Linked DNA regions of Sus scrofa: all the other regions are linked to region 1. A link is a contact called in public HiChIP or PLAC-seq data. All regions are on one chromosome and are shown on one strand. Each heading gives the region's core, a stretch centred on a gene start, on an enhancer-like site or on the middle of the called end of the contact. The rest is flanking DNA. Distances are from core to core; before and after follow the strand shown. Region 1 has its middle 17 kb from the start of GAN. Region 2 has its middle 41 kb from the start of PLCG2. Region 3 overlaps CMIP (C-Maf-inducing protein).

The links. HiChIP or PLAC-seq counts read pairs in DNA pulled down with a chosen protein or histone mark.
Region 2: an H3K27ac HiChIP or PLAC-seq map of alveolar macrophages shows a contact between it and region 1. The contact joins two enhancer-like sites. A contact is called at or near these places in 3 of 5 promoter capture datasets (fetal skeletal muscle and liver), 1 of 47 Hi-C or Micro-C datasets (fibroblasts) and 1 of 2 datasets of contacts at active chromatin or transcription factors (alveolar macrophages).
Region 3: an H3K27ac HiChIP or PLAC-seq map of alveolar macrophages shows a contact between it and region 1. The contact joins two enhancer-like sites. A contact is called at or near these places in 1 of 5 promoter capture datasets (fetal liver) and 1 of 2 datasets of contacts at active chromatin or transcription factors (alveolar macrophages).

The regions. Positions count from the first base shown.
Region 1 is chr6:7,004,864-7,008,930 of Sscrofa11.1, forward strand. It overlaps a transcript of BCO1 not described here. Among named protein-coding and RNA genes, the nearest start is that of GAN, 17 kb to the left of the region's middle. Within about 2 kb of position 1,973, at least 14 of the 83 cell types and tissues checked have an H3K27ac peak or open chromatin away from gene starts, as enhancers often do. A contact at or near this core is called in alveolar macrophages, where this site is marked.
Region 2 is chr6:6,641,565-6,645,631 of Sscrofa11.1, forward strand. No RefSeq gene overlaps it. Among named protein-coding and RNA genes, the nearest start is that of PLCG2, 41 kb to the left of the region's middle. Within about 2 kb of position 1,942, at least 52 of the 83 cell types and tissues checked have an H3K27ac peak or open chromatin away from gene starts, as enhancers often do. A contact at or near this core is called in alveolar macrophages, where this site is marked.
Region 3 is chr6:6,703,503-6,707,569 of Sscrofa11.1, forward strand. All of the region lies in intron 3 of CMIP (C-Maf-inducing protein), which reads right to left. Among named protein-coding and RNA genes, the nearest start is that of PLCG2, 100 kb to the left of the region's middle. Within about 2 kb of position 2,274, at least 38 of the 83 cell types and tissues checked have an H3K27ac peak or open chromatin away from gene starts, as enhancers often do. A contact at or near this core is called in alveolar macrophages, where this site is marked.

The DNA of each region.
Region 1 (4,067 bases), core at 723-3,222:
TTGGGAGTCTCAGGAACCATCTGTGATCTTGGGCAAGTCACCTAACTGTTCGGAGACCCAGTTTTCTCACCCATTAAATGAGAATGGTACCAGGACCTACCTCAGGCCTGTTGTGAGGATTACGTGACAACCAGCACTTAGTGTGAGTTGTCAATACGTGTCAGCTGTTGTTACACTGTTACTCTTATAATAAGCCCTTAATTACAGAAGATGCCCAAACAATGTAAACATCGCTGTTCCTCCCACATTCATTCTGATGGCAATTTAAAGAACCCTGAACTAGGCTAAGACCTCCTGCTTGCCCAGCCTAAGTGGCAGACTGAAGACACAATCAGAGGACCCATGCCTTTCACTGGTCCCAAGCTCCTGGAATGGGTTAGCCTTTCAAGGAACACCAGTCACGCCCAGCCCTCCTGGAACACAGTGGAGGTACCTAAGAGAAGAAAGCCCTGGAAAGTCCTACCGGGGGCTATGACTCTGAACTGAGCGTGCCTATGCTGGGCTCCCCGGGAACTTTGCCAGGGCCCAGGGATGAACGGGCGGGCAGATGCTGAATCTCTACTGGCTGAGGCTTCCATCTTGGTTTCCTTGTCTCTGAACCAAGGCCTTGCTGAGACCAGCAGAGAGCTGCTCAACAGCTGCTTCTCACTGGTTGAAGGGAATATCTTCTGGGAATGATGGAGGAAAAGGAGATACTTTTTTTTTTTTTCTGTCTGGAGGCTTTATCAACCTTAAATCATGACTTTTACGCTGGGACAAATGGGCATCCATGTGCAAAAAAAAAAAAAAAAGGTATAACTCCAACCTCTTGGTATATACAAAAATTAACTCAAAATTGATCATAGACCTAAATGTAAGAGGTAAATTATAACATTCATAGTAGCAAATATAGGAGTAAATCTTTGGAACCACAGATTAAGTAATGTTTTCTTAGGACATTAAAAGTAGAAGAGATAAAAGAAAACTTAGATTGAACTGGACTTCATTAAAATTTTAAAACTTTTGTACTTCAAGGAGTTCCCATCAGGGTGCAGCGGAAACAAATCTGACTAGGAACCATGAGGTTGCAGGTTCAATCCCTGGCCTCATTCAGGGGGTTAAGGATCCAGTGGTGCCTATCATGAGCTGTGGTGTAGGTCGCAGACACAGCTTAGATCTGGAGTTGCTGTGGCTCTGGTGTAGGCTGGCAGCAACAGCTCCGATTAAATCCCTAGCCTGGGAACCTCCATTCGCCATGAGTGCGGCCCCAAAAAGGCAAGAGTCCAAAAAAACAAAACAAAACAAAAACCAACCAAACAAAAAACCCACAAAAAATTTTTGTGCTTCAAAAGGCACCATCAAGAAAATGAAAAGACTACCTACCCACAGAATGGGAAAAAAATACTGCAAAGCACATATTTGATGAGGGTTTTATAATATATTAGTATATATAAAGAACCCTTATGACTCAATGATACCCCCCCAATATCCCCATTTAAAAACAGCAAAAGCCCTAGTTTCAAGGTTAACCCTCTTCCGCAGTCTAGAAACCACCTGGGACTCCCGCTGCCCTTCTTCCAGATTGGAAAATGTTCCTCGATATGCTCCACCAATGCTAACGCTTAGTAAATGGATGTAAGGTAAATGCACCCCAACTGGCTTCATATGAAATTCAATACACTTTTTCTTTTGACAAGGTGATTTAATGTACGGGGTGCTGGGCATTATGCTATACCTAAAAATATGGTGCTAAATAAAAGTCATAGTGCTAGTGAGTATTCACTAACATAAAATAAAAAATAAATAAAGATGGCAAAGGATTTGAGTAGGTATTGCCCCAAAGACAATACACAAATGGCCAAAAAGCACGAGGAAAGCTGCTCTAGGTCATTAGCTATTAGGGAAACAGCAATGCACATCACCATGAGACAGCACTTCATTGCATCTAGGAGGACTAAGATCAAAACAGCAGACAGTGACAAACAGGATGTGGACACATGAAACTCCCCAGCGCTGCTGGTGGAACTGTAAAATGGTGCAGCCACTCTGAAAAACAGTTTGGCAGCTCCCCCAAAATGTTAAACCCATTTATCCTACGACCCAGCAATTCCACTCCTAGGAAGACACTCACGAGAAATGAAAACATTGGTCCACGGTAACAACTTGAACATGCACGTTCCTCAAGACAGCTAAAAAGAGGAAGCAGCTCAGATGTCTCCCAGCTGATGAGTGGATAAACAAAACGTGATCTGTTCATACAATGGAACATTATTTGGCCACAAAAGGAATGAAGTACTGATTCATACGCCAACCCAGATGAACCTTGAAAACATTATGCTGAGGGAAAGAAGCCAGTGGTAAAACCCCCATACACTGCATGACTCAGCTGATGTGAAATGTCCAGACTAGGCAGATCCATGGTGGTAGAAAGTAACGTGGGGTGGTCAAGAACTGGGGGGGGGGGGGGGATGCAGAATGAGGGGTGACTGCTAATGGGTGCAGGGCTCCTTTCTGAGGTGATGAACACGTTCTAACATTAGACAGTGGTGGGAGTTACGCAATATGCAATATACTAAACACCACTGAACTGAATACTTTCAATGGGCGGATCTTATGATATATGAATTCAATCTCAAAAAAAGCTACAGTTAAACAAAATTACTATCAGTCCTTGATCATCCTTGAAGAAACAGGTGGAGACTTCTCTTTGGTTAACGCCAATTTCACTTCTTACTGAGCACGGATAAACCGGGGTTCTGCCTTTTCTGCCTACCATCTATGCCACAGTGCCACCCCCACGGAGGTTCCTGGTGAACTTCTACCCTTACTTTACCAAGCTCTCTCCTGCGCCCACACCCTTCTTTTCATCTGCATTGTCAATTTCACCTGGTAACCTGCTGCCATCCCTCATATATCAGCCGCCCCTGGCTTCCAAGACAGTAGAGGGGGTCCCTTGGGGTTCCCTTTTTAACCGTCATTCCAGTGAATTAGGTTGGTTTGTTCCTTGGTGCTGTGTCTGTCATGATGCTACACACTCCCTGAGGACAGCGGAGTTGCTGTTTCTGTTGACCATATATGCCACCAACTAGAGTCACCACTGAATGAGTAAGTGAATGGGTGAATGAGTGAGTGAGAGAGTGAGTATATGCCTGAAAAGAACAAGTATCTGCATGCAGTGGAAAGATACAGAGGATAAGAAAGACTGGAGCAAAGGAAGAAGGGAGGGTTCCGGTGTGGACCGAAGCTATATTCCCAGGTATCCATTTTTCCCCATTTCCTGAGAAATGTCTACTTCAACAGCCCTGCAGGCACTCTGACCATGTGAACCTCTCAGATTCTAGCATGGCTTCTCAGTTTCTTATGAGTCAAACCCAAACCTCTGGCCTTTCAAAGAACTCCTAACCTTGTTTTTCTACTCTTTGGCTCAGAAATCCATGGTTGGGAACCTAGCCAGAGAAAATGACAATAACAGCACCTGAATGCAGAGTGAGAGGTGAGGTGGACTCTATTTTGTACACACAAGGTCACTAATCTGGTGTTGTTCCCAACAGTCAAAAAGCTAAATGTCCAAGAGCAGGCTAGCCTACACCGTGCCACGTTCCAAAGGTGGAATGATATGCACCATTAGAAGAATTTAGTGATTGGGGAAAATACTTTTATCTTACAGTAAGTGCAAAAAAGCAAGTTAAAAACTGGTGGGTTATAAACTGACCACTCATATGTAAACTGTGCATAGAAAAAATTTGAAAATTGGGGGAAAACCACACCAGAATGAGTTGAGGGGTTTTCTTTTGGTTGGGACTATGGGTGTCTTCTTTCTTTCTTCCTTTCTTTCTTTTTTTTAACATAAACAGGTCTTCTACCATGAATATATATGACTTTTGTAATCAGAGCAAACACACTCCCCAATTCTCCCACTCTTTCCACCGCTCTTTCTTGGGGAATTCACTCAACACCTGCTTTGTTCAGCGCCCCCACGTCCGCCTCCAGATCCTTGTCTTGAGCAGCATGCTCGGCATCTGGCCAGAGGCTCCTTCGGTCCACCAGGACACTCCCAAAGGTGCAGCTGTGCAGGAGGCCTTTCCTGG
Region 2 (4,067 bases), core at 692-3,191, 360 kb before region 1:
AAGCTCTCAGGTGATTCTAACGCAGCCAGGATTGAGAAACGCTGGTCCGAGGCCTCATTTGTCATGACTGATTACGTCAGAATCACCTGGAAGCTTTAAAAAATACCGGTGGGGAAACAACCCAAATGTCCCCAGACCAATGAAGAGCTAAACTGTAGGTCAGGGAGGTGTGAGTTTCCAGGAGTCACAAGGGCACCAAGAAGGAAGCAATCCTGAGACAGTTTCCCACTATCATCCCATCCAAAAGGGAGACACCACCCCACCCCACCCCGAGGCAGGAAGCAGTGGGAGATGGGCCTCAGGAGGAGGCAGCCTCGGGGAATGCACACGGGGACCCTCACTTCTGCGGCCCCCACCCTGTTCCTCCCAAAGCACACATTTGGGCTATGAGCACACGCGTGTACCAAAAAAAAAAAAAAAAAAAAAAAAAAAATCCTGTCATTTCAGTCAACAAAGTTGCCATCAAGCCATCAGCTAATGATGCATCTTTTTTTTCTTTTTTTTCCCTTTTTTTAGGGCTACACCCATGGCATATGGAGGTTCCCAGGCTAGGGGCTGAATCCGAGCTGTAGCTGCCGGCCTACGCCAGAGCCAGGGCAACGCGGTATCTTAGCCTCATCTGGGACCTACAGCAATGCTGGATCCTTAACCCACTGAGTAAGGCCAGGGATCGAATCCACAACCTCATGGATCTCAGTCAGGTTCATTAGCCACTGAGCCACGAAGGGAACTCCTAATGATGCACCTTGAGGGGAATCGGGGCTGGAGAAAAACAGGGTACTTGGCCCTAGAGAGTTAAGGATGCCTATCAAAGGAATGATTTCATCAAGCCCAGACTCCAGCATCTCCCCATACATAGAAAGGCACCAAAATCATTAATTTACAATGTCCGGTTTGAGCGATTAGCAGTAGTCTTTTATAATCTCTCTACTATATGTTTTTGCTTCTTTTCCTCCCCCCGCCCGCAAAACTCCTGTGTATCCTGGCTCCTCCATGTCCCCTAAGGACAGTCCCTCAGCGCTGAGAGGCTGCCTTCTTGGCCTCAGTCATGGCCTCACATAAAACAACTCCCAAATTCTAGCTAGTGCTTTTGTGCTTTTTTTTTTTTTTTTAATCAGCACCTCCGTGGCCAGCCAACAATGACCAGACAAGGTCAAGGACAAAAACACTTTAGTCCGCATCTACCTTCAAGCTTTCTTTCCCCCCCACCCCACTTAGGAGGAGGTAGGGACTCAGGAAGGGGAAGAGGCATGAAATGAAGGTGAAATTTAAGTTCTCAAGTAGCCTGGACATTTTGCTACCAAAGGTGTCTTTAAGAAACTGGAGGAAGTCTCTCGTGCCACCGCGGTGGCTTGGGTTCAGTCCCCGGCCCGGGGAACCTCCAGAAAAAGAAAGAGAAATTGGAAAGAAGGCCATCGGGAAACAAGATTTAGAGACAAAGAGAACCGCGTTTCCCCGGCAGGCTCCATCCCTGTGCAGGGGGCCAGCTCCCCTCGCTGGGTCCGGGCTGAGGATCCCAGGAGCTGGCAGTGTTCGGAGGCCTCGGGAAAGGTTCCTTAACCAAGGGCCATTAGAGATAAAACAACGGCGCTAGGAGTGTGGGGGCGCGGGGGGGCCGCTACTGGGGGAAGGGCCGCGGAGGAGGCCGGAGCCGTTTTACGCCAAGGCATCTCCCTGACTGCAAGAGAGGAGATGTGTCTGGTCGACGGGCTTCGGGGTGCGGATGGAGGGTTGGAGGGAGCCCCTCCTGGTACTGGCACCCTGCCCTCTCGCGGGCCGCCCTCGGGGGCAGAGCCATAGGCCTGGGGGGTGGGGGTGGGGTCCAGGGCTGTCTCGCAGCTTCCCTCAACCCCGCAGAGCCGTCCCCGCCAGCCCGAGGGTCTCCTGAAGCTGCAACACGTGCGGATGGCAGCGGGGGTCTCCATGGCAACACTGACGTCACGGGCCCGGAGTCCCCGAACGCTGCCTTCCGCCCCCAGCTCGGCCTGGTGCAACCCCAGCCTCGTTCTGCAGCAGCTGGGACATCTGGGGCGTTAGAGCTGCTGCCCTGCCCTCCTCTCGGTCTTGTCCTGGCCACTAGAGGCAGACAGGTGTGCACTGAGCCAGAAAGGTGTGAGCCGAGCCAGCCGCCTTCCGATCCCGGCTTCCTCCCGGCCCTTTGTCCTCAGCCCGCTCTCCGCCGGCTGCTGGCGAAGCAGCCTTTACTTCCTGTTTCAGTAACAGGAAGCTCCCTCCCGGGGAGAAAGCACATTTTAAGAGAATGCGGGAGGAGGAGCTAGGTCCCTCCCACCTCAACCTCTGCTCCCTCTGGTCCCTTCCACTGAAAGCCCAGGGCTTATGGAAACTACTCCCAAATTATCATATCCCCCTTCCCCAAGACTCAGCCTCTGCTCTGGAACCTTCTACTGCGAGGACTAGGACCTAAGGGGCCCTGCCTGTCTCTCCTGCTGCCAGGGACCCCACACTTCTGCCTCCTAAGAGTCTGTTCCTTCCAAGGCCAGACACTGCCTCAGGGCCTCCGCCCTTGCCCTTCCTCTGCCTGGATGGCTGTTCCCTCCTCCATCTCCCTCCCGGCTGGCCATTTTGGGCTCGCTCCATTTTAGCTCTGTGCACCACTGTTGTGTGCTTACAGGTTTGTGGGAGCTCCCTGGTGGCTGAGCAGGTTAAGGATCTGGTGTTGTCACTGCTGTGGCTCAGATCGCTGCCAGAGCTCGGGTTCAATCCCTGGCCTGGAAACTTTCTCATGCCATGAGTGCAGCCAAAAAAAAAAGCTGTGTGGGATTATTTGTCTAATGGCTGCCTCTTCCCTGACTGTATGCAGTGGAGGCAGTGTGCCAGGCACACAGGAGGTGCTTAATGTATACTTTTTTTAAAAAACTGGCTTATTGAGACATAATTCACATACCATACAATCCACCTAAGTCAAGTGTACATATGGTTTTTAGCTTATTTACAGAGCTGTGCAGGCAACACCACAGTCGATGTTAGGTGTTGTCATCACTAAAAAGAAACCTCTACCCCGCAGCTCTCACTGGCCTTTCCCCGACCCCTCGGCCCTAAGCAACTCTTAGCTGACTTTCTGCCACCATACATTTCCTGTGCTGGACGCTCAGATGGCTGGAGTCTTATAATTTGTGGACCTGACCATCTTTCACTCAGCAGCGTTTTCAAGGTTCTTGCTCAGTGAATGAATGAAGGGGTGTCTGAATGGAAGGCTATGGGAAGCGGAGGAGAGGGGCTCTCCTGGGTGGGATGATGGGCACTGGGTGGAAGGACCTGGGTCTGTTATGGGATCCACATCTCACAGGGCACAGACTCTGAGTGAGACAGTGGCTGAGCCGCCCCAGATACACACTTGATTGTCTTCAGCTTGATGTCAAGATTCCAGGCTCGCTGCCCAGCCTCTGACGTTAGATGTAGGTCGGATGGGCAGCCCACCGCCCCTCGTTCGCTTGCAGAGCTGCTTTCCTTTCTTCTTCCTTTTTTTCCCTCTCTTTTTAGGGCCACGCCTGTGGCACATGGAGGTTCCTAGGCTAGGGGTCCAATTGGAGCTGCAGCTGCCTGCTTATGCCACAGCCAGAGCCACGCCAGATCTGAGCTGCTTCTGTGACCTACACCCGCAGCCTGTGGCAATGCTGGATCCTTAACCCACTGAGCAAGACCAGGAATCAAACCCTATCTTCTTGGATATTAGTCGGGATTCTAACCCACTGAGCCACAATGGGAACTCCTTTCTTTGGGTTGGAATTTTTCATTCATTCATTCATACCATGTAAATGCATGGTTATGATCTACAAGTCTTTACCTTAAATATGAATATACTTTGCTTTTCAAAAATCAACTAAAATAGACAAAGGCTTTCCAGGGGGACTTGAGGCCACACCCGTGAACCTGGCGGCTCTGGACATCAGGGCTGCAGGAGCCCCCCACACCCACCAGGGGGTCCAGCCTGGGTGCCTTCCCTGTGTCGGTCCCTCCCAGACAGCTCTGGGGTGGTCTTGAAACGGAGCAGGAGCCTGCGAGCGGCTGCCCTCACCCGACAAGCCCTTCCTGGGTTCCGTTTTTCT
Region 3 (4,067 bases), core at 1,024-3,523, 300 kb before region 1:
GCCCTGGCTTAGGAGGGATCCCCGGGAGAGTGGTCACAGAAGCTACACTCAAATCCAGAAGCTCCCAGCGGCGGACAAGGGGTCATGTTTAATGAGCATGTACTACACCGTACCAGGCACCATGCCGAGCGCTTTGGGGCAGCATCTCCGTCCATCCTCACAGCAACCCTGGGGGGGACCTGCCCCAGGAGCAGACCCTCAGGCAGAGACCTGAGGGCAGATGGTTTGTTAATTTGAAAAAAAATTTATTATAGTTGATTTACAAAGTTCTGTCCATTCCTGCTATACTGCAAAGTGCCCCAGTCACACACATGTACACGTTCTTTTTCTTATATTATCTGCCATCATGTTCTATCACAAGTGATTGGATAGAGTTCTCTGTGCTGTACAGCAGGACCAGTTTGTTTGAGAGGTGACAGGAAGGTGGCTGATCACCAGAAAAGGCTCTGAGCCCTGGCACAGGGCAGCCACAGGGCAGAGAGAGGCCTGCCAGGACCGTGGGGGCCCAGGTTCTCTGCCGTGGGTGACAAATTACACATTTCATCCCAGGAACTCTGATGAGCTCATGTGGTGATGAATCACGGTGGGGCCAGGATGGGGACGCGCCTCGAGAACCCCGACTCCCAGGAGCCCAGCCCCTGGCTGTGCAGTGTGGACCTTCTGCGGAGCCCGCTTCACTGGGAGGGGTGGGTAGCCTCTTGCCATGTCTGGCGTGGATGGGCTGCCGGATCCATTTGAACAAAGAATATGTGACAGAATTGAATGTGGGCCAGACAGCCCCCAACATTTGTGATCTGAGCCTTTAAAGAAAAAGGTCACCAACCCACGGCTGAAAAGGTCAAGCCCAGCCAAGAAGTGAGAGCACAACGCAGGTCAGGATAACGAGCCGTCAGGGAGACGCAGGCTCAGACCATTAAGAGACATGGCTCCACCCCGCCAGGCTGGCTGTCACCAAAAGAAAGGATGTCACCAAGGGTCGCCAAGGTTGTGGAGAAGCTGGGATCCCCGTGCACTGCAGCCGGGACCAAGAATCAGGACAGCACCGTCGGGAAACAGTCTGACAGTCTCTTAAAACGTTCAACAAATTTACCATATGACCCAGCAATTCTGTTCTTGGAAATCTATTCAAGAGAAATAAAAACAGATTCTACATAAAGACACGCACACCAGTGGCCACGGAAGCATTATTCACAGCAGCACCAGACTGGAAACAACCCAGATGTCCATCAACTGATGAATGGGTAAGCAGGACATGGTATATCCAGACAATGGAATAGTATTTGGCAGTAAAAAGGATGGAACTACTCCTGCATGCCACGAGACAGAGGAGCCTCACAAACCTTCTGCTAAGTGGAAGAAGCCAGATGCAAAAGACATAGCGGATGATTCCTTTTATATGAAATGTCTAGAAAAGGCAAATTGATAGAGACAGAAAGTGAAAGAGTTATTGCCCGGGGTGGGGGGCTGGCAATAGCGATTAGACTGCTCACAGATATGAGGGCGCCTTTTAGGACGATGGAAATACTCTCCAACTGTACACCTTTATTAAAACCACCGAATCATACGCTGACAATGGGGGGGGGGGTTACGGTATGTAATTCACCGTAAAATTAAGACGTTTTAAAAAGAAATCCCAACCCAGGCAGGTGGGGGACCTGAAGCAAAGCCAGAGGCAGTTCGTGGTGGGAGCGCAGGTTTTGCAACCGGCAGCCTTCAGTTCACATCGCAGCTCTGCTTCATTCACACATCCTCCCATTCACTTAATCCATCTTCCCATCCATCCGCCCCACCACCGAGCCACCTACCCATCCATCACCTACCCGCGCATTATCCATCGAGCCAATCGCCCTACAATAATGACCGGAACCTTGCACTGTGGGGGGCCAAGCATGGGCTTCGGCGCTCAGGACACCCATGCTGAGCAAAGCAGAGAGGCCCCAGCGCTCACGGAACTTACAGGCTATTCCCGGCACCTTACTTTCCTCGCCTGCAACGTGGGAGGAGAACAACCACTATCAAAGGCTTGCTGTGCCTGTTCCACCAGATGACAGCTACACTTAGCCCCCCTCCTGGCTAAAGAGCAGCTCTCATTGTTAGCACCTACCAAGTCCTGAGGGTGAGTGATCCAGAGCAGGCAGGACTTAGGAGGGCTGCTGGTATCTGTGACTAAGCCCCACCCGCCCCTGAAACAACAGCGCCTGGCAGGAAGAGCCTCCCGCCTCCCGTGCATGCGGAAGAGCCAGCCACTCCACTGCAGCCCTCGCCCTCTGCGCGGCCGGCTGGGAGGGGCGTTACCTGGGCAACAGCCGCCATCTCTCCAGCAACGGCTCCCACAGCACAGGCGGCCACAGACGCCCGGGTTCTCCGGCCTCGGAGAGCAGAGCCTGGTGGCTTCTCCACGGGAGACAAGCTGTCACCGGGAAGGTGCCCCTCGCCAGGAGAGGTGTGACTCAGAACGTGCTGGAAGCACGCCTCCCTGTGCTGGGGCTGCCGCGCTGCCGCCTGCCGCAGCCTCCGAGGAGGCTCGCACAAGCACGCATGCTCCCCCCACCCATCATTAAAGGAAAGGCTGCAAGGGAGCTCTTGGAGCCGCTGAGCAAAAGGAGCCTGGCGGGAGCCCGGCTGGCTTTGACGACTTCTTTCCAGGGGATGTCCCCCAGCTGTGCTGCTCAGCATGAGAGCCCCAAGTGGCCACTTCCAGGGAATCTAATAAAAATGAAACATGGCTAAAAAGTCAGTGCTTTGGTCCCACTAGCCATCTTCCAGCTGCGAGACATGTGGCCAGTGGCTGCTACACCAGACGGCGCGGAAAGAGAACACTATCACCACCGCAGAAAGTTCTGCTGGGCAGGCTCTCCTCAGGTCTTGGAGTTCCCTCTGTTGCTCACGCCACAGAGGACCAGCGGTGTGCTCACTGCCTCTCCCGTAACTCAGGCAACGCTGATTTGCTGGGGCCAGTGTGTCAGTGGCACCCTGCCCATCTCCTCCAACTTGCCCCCTGGGGTCTACGGGGGCTGTCCCTGAGCGCCCCTTGCATACAGGGAGAATGACCAAGAGGGGGACTTCTTTGGCTTCCCTGATTCCCAGGTGGGGGCTTTTGATGGCCTCACTCTTTCAAGACTCGCCGAGGCTGGGGATGCTGAACGTGCCAGGTAACTCACCATCCCCGCTAAGCCAGGGGGCTTCTGGGGGCCCCCGACACTCAGGGGGGTGCATTTTTGACGTTCTCTTTAGTCTTCCAGAATGGCTTCCGTGAAAGCCTTTGACCATCAAGCATCACTTTGCCTTCAGATACAACCCAGGCCTGTGACTGGCCCTTGAGTCATCTCTCAACTGCCCATTTGGCCCTCAAGTCTTGACCATCACCCTAAGACCAGTTCATAACCTCTCAGCCTCCATCTGCATCCTGCACAGAGACCCCAGCTGAGCCAATTCAGTTCCTGAACTGTTACTGCTGGTCCAAGTACTCAGCTGATGGATTAATCCATGAATATCCTTCCAGGGGCCTGGGTTTTCTAGGATGGGTGTCAGGACATCCACTCTGAGTGGGGCCTGGGCTCTAGGAGGAGCAGGGAGTGGAGGAAGGGACACAAAAGGAAACACAAGCCTAGCCCTGGCACTGCCCTGTCGGCTGGAGGGTAAGGCATGGCTCAACTTATTCCAACAAAGCCACTCATTCTGACAATACCGGCCGCCACGTGCCCAGAGCTCACCATATCCAGGGACCACTACCTGCAAAATAGGTTGTGACAAGTGACACAAGAGCATTAACTGTTATCGCACTGGAGGGCGCTCGCTAGACCACCCCTGTGTGAAGGGGCTTTATACACACAAATTCTAAAATTGTCACAGCCACTGGACAATGTGAGCAGTGTCATTCGCTCCATTTTATAGATAAGAAAACTGAGGCCAAGAGAGGTGAAGTCAAGTATCTCTTAAGAGCCAGAGCTGAAGTTGGGGCCTTGGTCCAGCTTTGGACCCCGAGGCCCCGACCACTGTGCTGAGAGACACATCTGAGTGCTTTTCCTGCCTTGATCGATGCTGCCACCTCCTTCTGAAATGAACAA